Regions from separate parts of the Xenopus laevis genome. Here region 1 is linked to region 2. A link is a contact called in public Hi-C data. All regions are on one chromosome and are shown on one strand. The core of a region is the stretch at or near the end of the contact, and the rest is flanking DNA. Distances in the headings are between cores, read along the strand shown. Region 1 has its middle 54 kb from the start of baz2a.L. Region 2 holds the start of gls2.L (glutaminase liver isoform, mitochondrial).

Region 1 (3,047 bases), core at 167-2,666, 110 kb before region 2:
GACTTGGCAATGGTGGCCCTGAGTCTACACTGCAAAACATTTACTAGTTGAAGCAAGAATAGGAATAACTTACGGGTGCTGACCCCAAAAATGTCACCAGGCTGTTTCCAGTGGTTTTCCATGATCCCCTTAAATATAATTAATTTTTCTCCAACTAAGCATAAACAATCCTTAACTATTTCTAAACCAATTTGGGGCTGCAAAGCTATTTATATGACTATTTGGGTCCCTTAAAAAAAGGGATAGAATTAATACATTATGGTGCATGTCATTATTTTTAGTTTCTGGTGTTATACTGCGTTACTAGGCATTTGGATCGAGCTCTAACTAGAAATGCAGAAATCACAGAGCGCTGTCTTAGCGGAAGTATGTGTCGGGATAATGGGTTTCTGAATAATAGATCCCATAAAAGACAAATCAATGTCAGCTTTGAATGGATGTAACCAGTGGAGTGTCTGGGCAGCTCTAATTTCCACTATACAAGACCATCTCCAATGGACGGTGGCTGTGCGGGTACAATATCACCATAATCTGAATTCTCTCATTGGTACAGATCACACACACGAGACTCTGGAGTTGGCAATATTTTCTTTTATTTAAAAACAACAAAAAGGTATTTTTCAAATTGGAACTTCACAAAATCATTGCAAAAAAAAAAATGAAGGATTTTAGCAGAGAAGCAGTGGATGGAAATTGTTAAAAAGGAAAAAAAAACAAGAAGAAACATCTGTACAAATGGTTCAATGACAAGCTATTTTACATTATTTTGTTTGGGACCGAGAAGTGAAAGAGCAACACATGACAATTTACTTATTGATGGCAAAGTCAATTCACTTACTGTGTCAGAATTAGGGGGGGGGGGAAGCCATATGTAACCCCTGACATGCCAGAAAAGTTCCTGGGCCAATGGCATGCAGTGACGGATGGGGAACCCCAGTAATGGCCGACAGTAAATGGATGATTTTGCGGTTACCTGACACGGTGTTTACTATGTGACACTTTGAGGCTTTTATCATGTCAGGTCCAAGGCACCTTGTCCTTTCCAGCACACCAGATATAGGATGGTCCACCCGGCCAAGGTTAATTGCCTGCATCCCGTTCTGGAGGCAGAAAAGGTATGTACAGCCCAGCATGGCTGTCGCATTGAAACGGATATGTATATATAAATCAGACAATTTCTACTGGAAGACTTTCCTCTTTCCTGTACAGAAAACCAATCACAGGTTGCCTTCTTCTGGCCCTCAGCAAGTTCCTGATAAGTGATAGTGAGTAGGTTCCATGTCTGCAGTGTTGGGCCTGTGCGGTTTCCATCCCAGCTTTGCTAGGAGCCTGAACAGGTTAGAGTTAGAGGGGGTGTTCAATGTACGCCCTCCATCATCCTTCTTCCAAGCATACTAGGTGGTGTCGGCCAACTGGGACACGTACAGCAGAGCTGGGCAACATGTGGCAGGGTTGTGTTGCGCTTCTATGTCTCTGCTCCACCCAAGCAGCAAGAGGAAGGAGGGTTACGTAGATGATCACCAGACGGTCGCCTGTCCCTGCCCTAAGGACTTTGTCCTGTTGCCCGTTCCCCACTAGAGGACGTGAATTCTGCACTATTTAGCTGGACCCTGTATCTACAAAAGCCTTCTGTCCTCCAGCAGCGACGGCAAGAAAAGGAAACACAACTAAAAAATCAATAGCAAAAAAAACAAAACAAAAACATTTCTTAATTTTAACTCTTAAAATGTAATTACAAAAAGTGTTTGTGTGATGTCAGAGTAAGGAAAGGGCAAGTAGTCTCCTCCCTTTCCTGTCTAGAGGCTCTTAGTGTTTCAAAGCTCTGCATCATCCTATTGCCCCTGCTTTCTAAAGGGGACCGTTTCTATTTTACACTTTACATCAGCTGCTGATTCTCTCTACTATTCACAAGTTGCTCAGAACAGCTTCAACCTCACGATCATCTCATTGTTACAGTTTTGTTTGTTTTTTTAACTTTAATTTATGGGGGGGGGTTGAAGTTTAGCAGCAACAGAATGGTTTGGAAGCCAAAAAGAACCCTCCGTATTGTGAGCGAATAAAGCTTTACACATGGCTGTTTAGCCACAAGCCCCTTTATGGTATCGGACACAGAGAGGAAGACGATTGAGTGAAAGGAATAAATGTTTGGCGCACAAGGTACAAATCTGTACAAAACAGACGCGTGTGTGTAAAGCACCAATTCAAGCTGCAAAATATATACAAATGTAACATAGTAACTTGCGAGCATCCTTGGCTTGGTTTCCAGCAAAGGGCTTGGATATTCTCACTGGAGAGTTAATCTACCATCTTTATCTTTATAGTCACATATCTGAATCCTCCTTGCTGGGAAATTCTATTTATTTCATATTCTGCTAATAGCAAATGGACTGAGGGAGAACACAAGCCCTACCCCTTCCTTATTGATCTACAGTAGGACACTAACCCACCGTTCGACAGATTTGTATGGCCCCAACATGCCCAAGATTTAAAAGAGCAAATACTTGTCTCATGGCAATCTAAGAGAACCTTGATCTAGAATAATAAACTTGCTTGTCCAACACATGGGTGTGATCTTGTGTCTCCAGGGTATTGATAAATAAAAGTGGACAAAAATGACAAATACCAGGTAAAGTAGCAGCATAAGCAACTTCTATGTCTGTCAGTCATTTCCTTAAAACTACTACAGGTATGGAATCTGATATCTGGAAATCTGTTATCCAGGAAGTTCTGAATTACAGAAAGGCCGTCTCCCATAGACTCCATTTTATCCAAATAATCCACATTTTAAAAAAGTATTTCCTTATCTCTGTAATAATAAAACAGTAGCTTGTAGTTGATCCCAACTAAGATATAGCAAATTATTGGAAGCAAAACCTGCCTATTTGGTTCATTTAATGTTTACATGATTTTACAGTAGATTTAGGGTAAGGGCACACGGGCAGATTCGGGGAGATTAGTCGTCACGGCGACAAATCTCCTCCTCTTCGGGGTGACAATCTCCCTGAACTGCCTTCCCGCCAGCTATAATGAAAAATCGCCAGGGGGTG
Region 2 (3,113 bases), core at 250-2,749:
GCTTTATTAAATTTGCACAAAGCATAATTTGTTTGGGCAAAGGCATAACTTTTTGCATTGCAAATATTTTTTCCTTTACCGATTTTTATTACATTCCCCTGATTGACTTTAATGCATTTGGAGAAAAAAAGTCACCATAAGAAAAAATGCCCATTGACTTTAATGCATTTGGAGAACAAAAGTCGCCATAAGAAAAAAACGCTCATTGACTTTAATGCATTAGGACAAAGAAATTTTGCCGTTTCGCAAATTTCTTTCTGCGATTTTGCAGATTCGCTCATCACTACTTGTAATACTACTACAGCCATGGGAATAGATTAAACAGGTAGCTTATAGCACAGTCATAATTCCCAGCATTGCTTTTTATTATTTTAATATGTAAGGATTCAAGCCCCCTCCCCCAAATCTTCTTAAACACAGATACCTCTTATTTCACATGTTAATTTAATATGTGGTAAAGCTTTATTTACAGGAGTACTACAGAATGACAGGCTGATCCGTGCCCATCAGTACACACAAGCTATTCAAGCTGTTTTGAATTCACTTTTTGGAATCCATACAGAAAATCTTGCTGGTATTTTCTGTATTATTTAAATTATTTAACGTGTACCATAAGCAAGTACTGTAGCAGTGTGCTGCCCTTTCTCTTATCCAAAAAACCCTAGAAAAACACAAAGTCATTTCTCCATTTTTAGCTGATAATACCATTTTTTAAATGATTTCCTTTTTCTCTATAATAACAAGACAGTGCATTTTACTTTTACTTTCTTACTGAAAGTAGTGACAACCCAACTTTGGCTAGAAACATCCAGGCAGTGACCCAGGGTGGTGATATAGTTGTATATGCTGTGAGATATTCCCAGGCACGGTGATTCCTACCCATGTAATAACTCACACACACTGAGCAGTTGCAACAGAGTAACTCTGGTGCCGTTTTACGGCAGCCAGTGCAGTTACGGTGTATGTCTTATTACATTATCTAGTAGAAGTAAATCTAGAGCAACTGGACCTGGATGAATGAAAACCTTCATAGACGTACGTCTTATTACATTACTGTACAAACTTTTTGCACGTTTTGCACCTTGATCATTAATGTTGAAATTCACCAGAAATTTGCGTCCATGTGATTTATGGTATTGAACCTCCAATCTTGGAGGAAACAGGAGCTTCTGTTGATTAATATGTAAAGGAAAATCTACATGAGATTGCTGACCCCTTGTCTTGGAGGCATGTGCATAGACTGCTTGTGGTAACCTGAGAGGTTTTCACTCCACATGACTGAGTTTGCACATAGCGTGCAGGTGCCTTAGGCAATATAAGCATATAATGACACAGACCAGGGGGCGTTTGCTTGGTTCAGAAGCAGAACACAGATTCCATGTCCTCCCACCTGCCCCTGCTTGAGTTATTGCCAGATTAGCCCCACCTTCTCCTCTTCCCTGATTGGATACTTGTGGAGGCATTTTGTAGGAGGCTTGGCACTTGGTCTAGAAATAGCTGCAATGTAACAGCCGTAGTCCCTTACAGTGACCAAAATTTACTAGTGTGCTCTGACATTTACCCTGAAACTGAAAACATGTGGTCATGGAAGTTTTAAGATTTTGGTAGGCGTGTTGTCGATTGTAGCCCCGCTGCTGTTGAATGAAACTTTACCTGCAACTGCTGTGTCAAAGCAGTCTCTTGTAACTGCTAGCTGAGATCCCTCATTTAAGGACCATTCTCACTTCTCCAGGTGGATTTTTTTTCTGTTTAGTGTAAACTAAGACTCTGTGAACACTTTTCCCCCCCATGAATGGCACTTGAATTCATTCACAGCAACAACTGGAAAGACCTAGCCTTACCCCCCTGTGATTACTTCAGAATCAAGCCTGCAAGCTCATCTGCGCTTTATTGCTTCCCACTCTGCTCTTTGCACATCACTGTGGTATTTCATGACTGACATTTTTGTCCAGCTTTCCTACTTGTCTTCCTCCTTGAGACTCATAAGTATTTTCCCAGCTCTCTTAAGGCGGCAATGCTTTTGCTCAAAAGGCTGAAGGTGGGAGACTTGAGGATACTCCCAAGATTTCTTGCCTCTGTATCAGGAAAGGAACATGTTCCTGCCAGGCACCTTAACCATGACCACAGCGTTGGGATGCCAGGAGAAGCCGCTCTTCCTAACACAGGCCAGTAAGTATAAAATAGGGTCTGTTCCCACTTCCATGTTTCATTGATGATGTTTGGGTATTCCACAATATTATACTGGGACAGTTACTAGATTATGTGAAAAATCAGGGGCATTTTTATCCGAAGCTGGAAGGGCCACATTGCATATCATTTGATCAATTTGCATCAGTACAGCCCAGCAATTGGGATTTTATTTTATTTTAATAATGATCTGTGGCCATGGATGGTGGTGGTATGGATGGTTATTGAAATTGATATGTTTTTGAAGAGCATAGTGCACTTACTAGAAGCCACACTGGGAACCTTGGTTCCTATTTGTGTTCTGTAATAACGCAGTATTATGGACCCAGTATTTTAATGCTATGATTCTCCGCTGTCATTATTCTTTGTTATTCTTCCTAGTTCAGTCACATGCCTGTTGTGCATAATTTTTTATACTGGCCCCTATAGTGAATATATATTTTTAGTATAGTGTTTGTTTTCCTGCAATTTGCCATGAAGCGAGACTATTTTCACTTCGCTAGAATTTAACATTTTTAAAATGTCCAGTGAATGTGTCCTTTTTCAGGCATAACTACCATGTAAGTAGCTATGCAGTTATCTATCATAATCTGACCATGGTTTAATATATATCAGATGCGTTACAATATATGCCTGTCTTTTACTGTATTTGATATCAATCAAATTATAACAATATCCAATATGTCTGAATGTTCTTCTTAATTTTAATATACTTAATATATTTTGATTTAATGTATTATATGATGTTTTGGAGGCCTGCAGGTAACCATCCCTAACTGAAATCAGTTTTTTACATGCAGCCTATACTGAAGGTGATGCTGGCTGGATATGGGCATACACTGGTTGTGTGTTCTGCTTCCCAGCCTTTTTCCCAGCTTGTGTGTACACATGGCTTAGAGGAAATGTGGCTAACATAATTTCAATAC

What was found. Hi-C and Micro-C count contacts between places; a contact is called where the count stands out from the background.
Region 1: a Hi-C map of the XTC cell line shows a contact between it and region 2, with 4 times the contacts expected there. The contact joins the enhancer-like site here to the promoter of gls2.L in region 2. A contact is called at or near these places in 2 of 4 Hi-C or Micro-C datasets (the XL177 cell line and the XTC cell line).

Annotation. Positions count from the first base shown.
Region 1 is chr2L:145,648,375-145,651,421 of Xenopus_laevis_v10.1, reverse strand. No RefSeq gene overlaps it. Among protein-coding and RNA genes, the nearest start is that of baz2a.L, 54 kb to the left of the region's middle. Within about 2 kb of position 1,416, at least 1 of the 7 cell types and tissues checked has an H3K27ac peak or open chromatin away from gene starts, as enhancers often do.
Region 2 is chr2L:145,534,683-145,537,795 of Xenopus_laevis_v10.1, reverse strand. It overlaps gls2.L (glutaminase liver isoform, mitochondrial), which reads left to right and starts at 1,499. Exons shown (of 18, transcript XM_018247423.2): 1 at 1,499-2,169. The coding sequence starts at 2,015.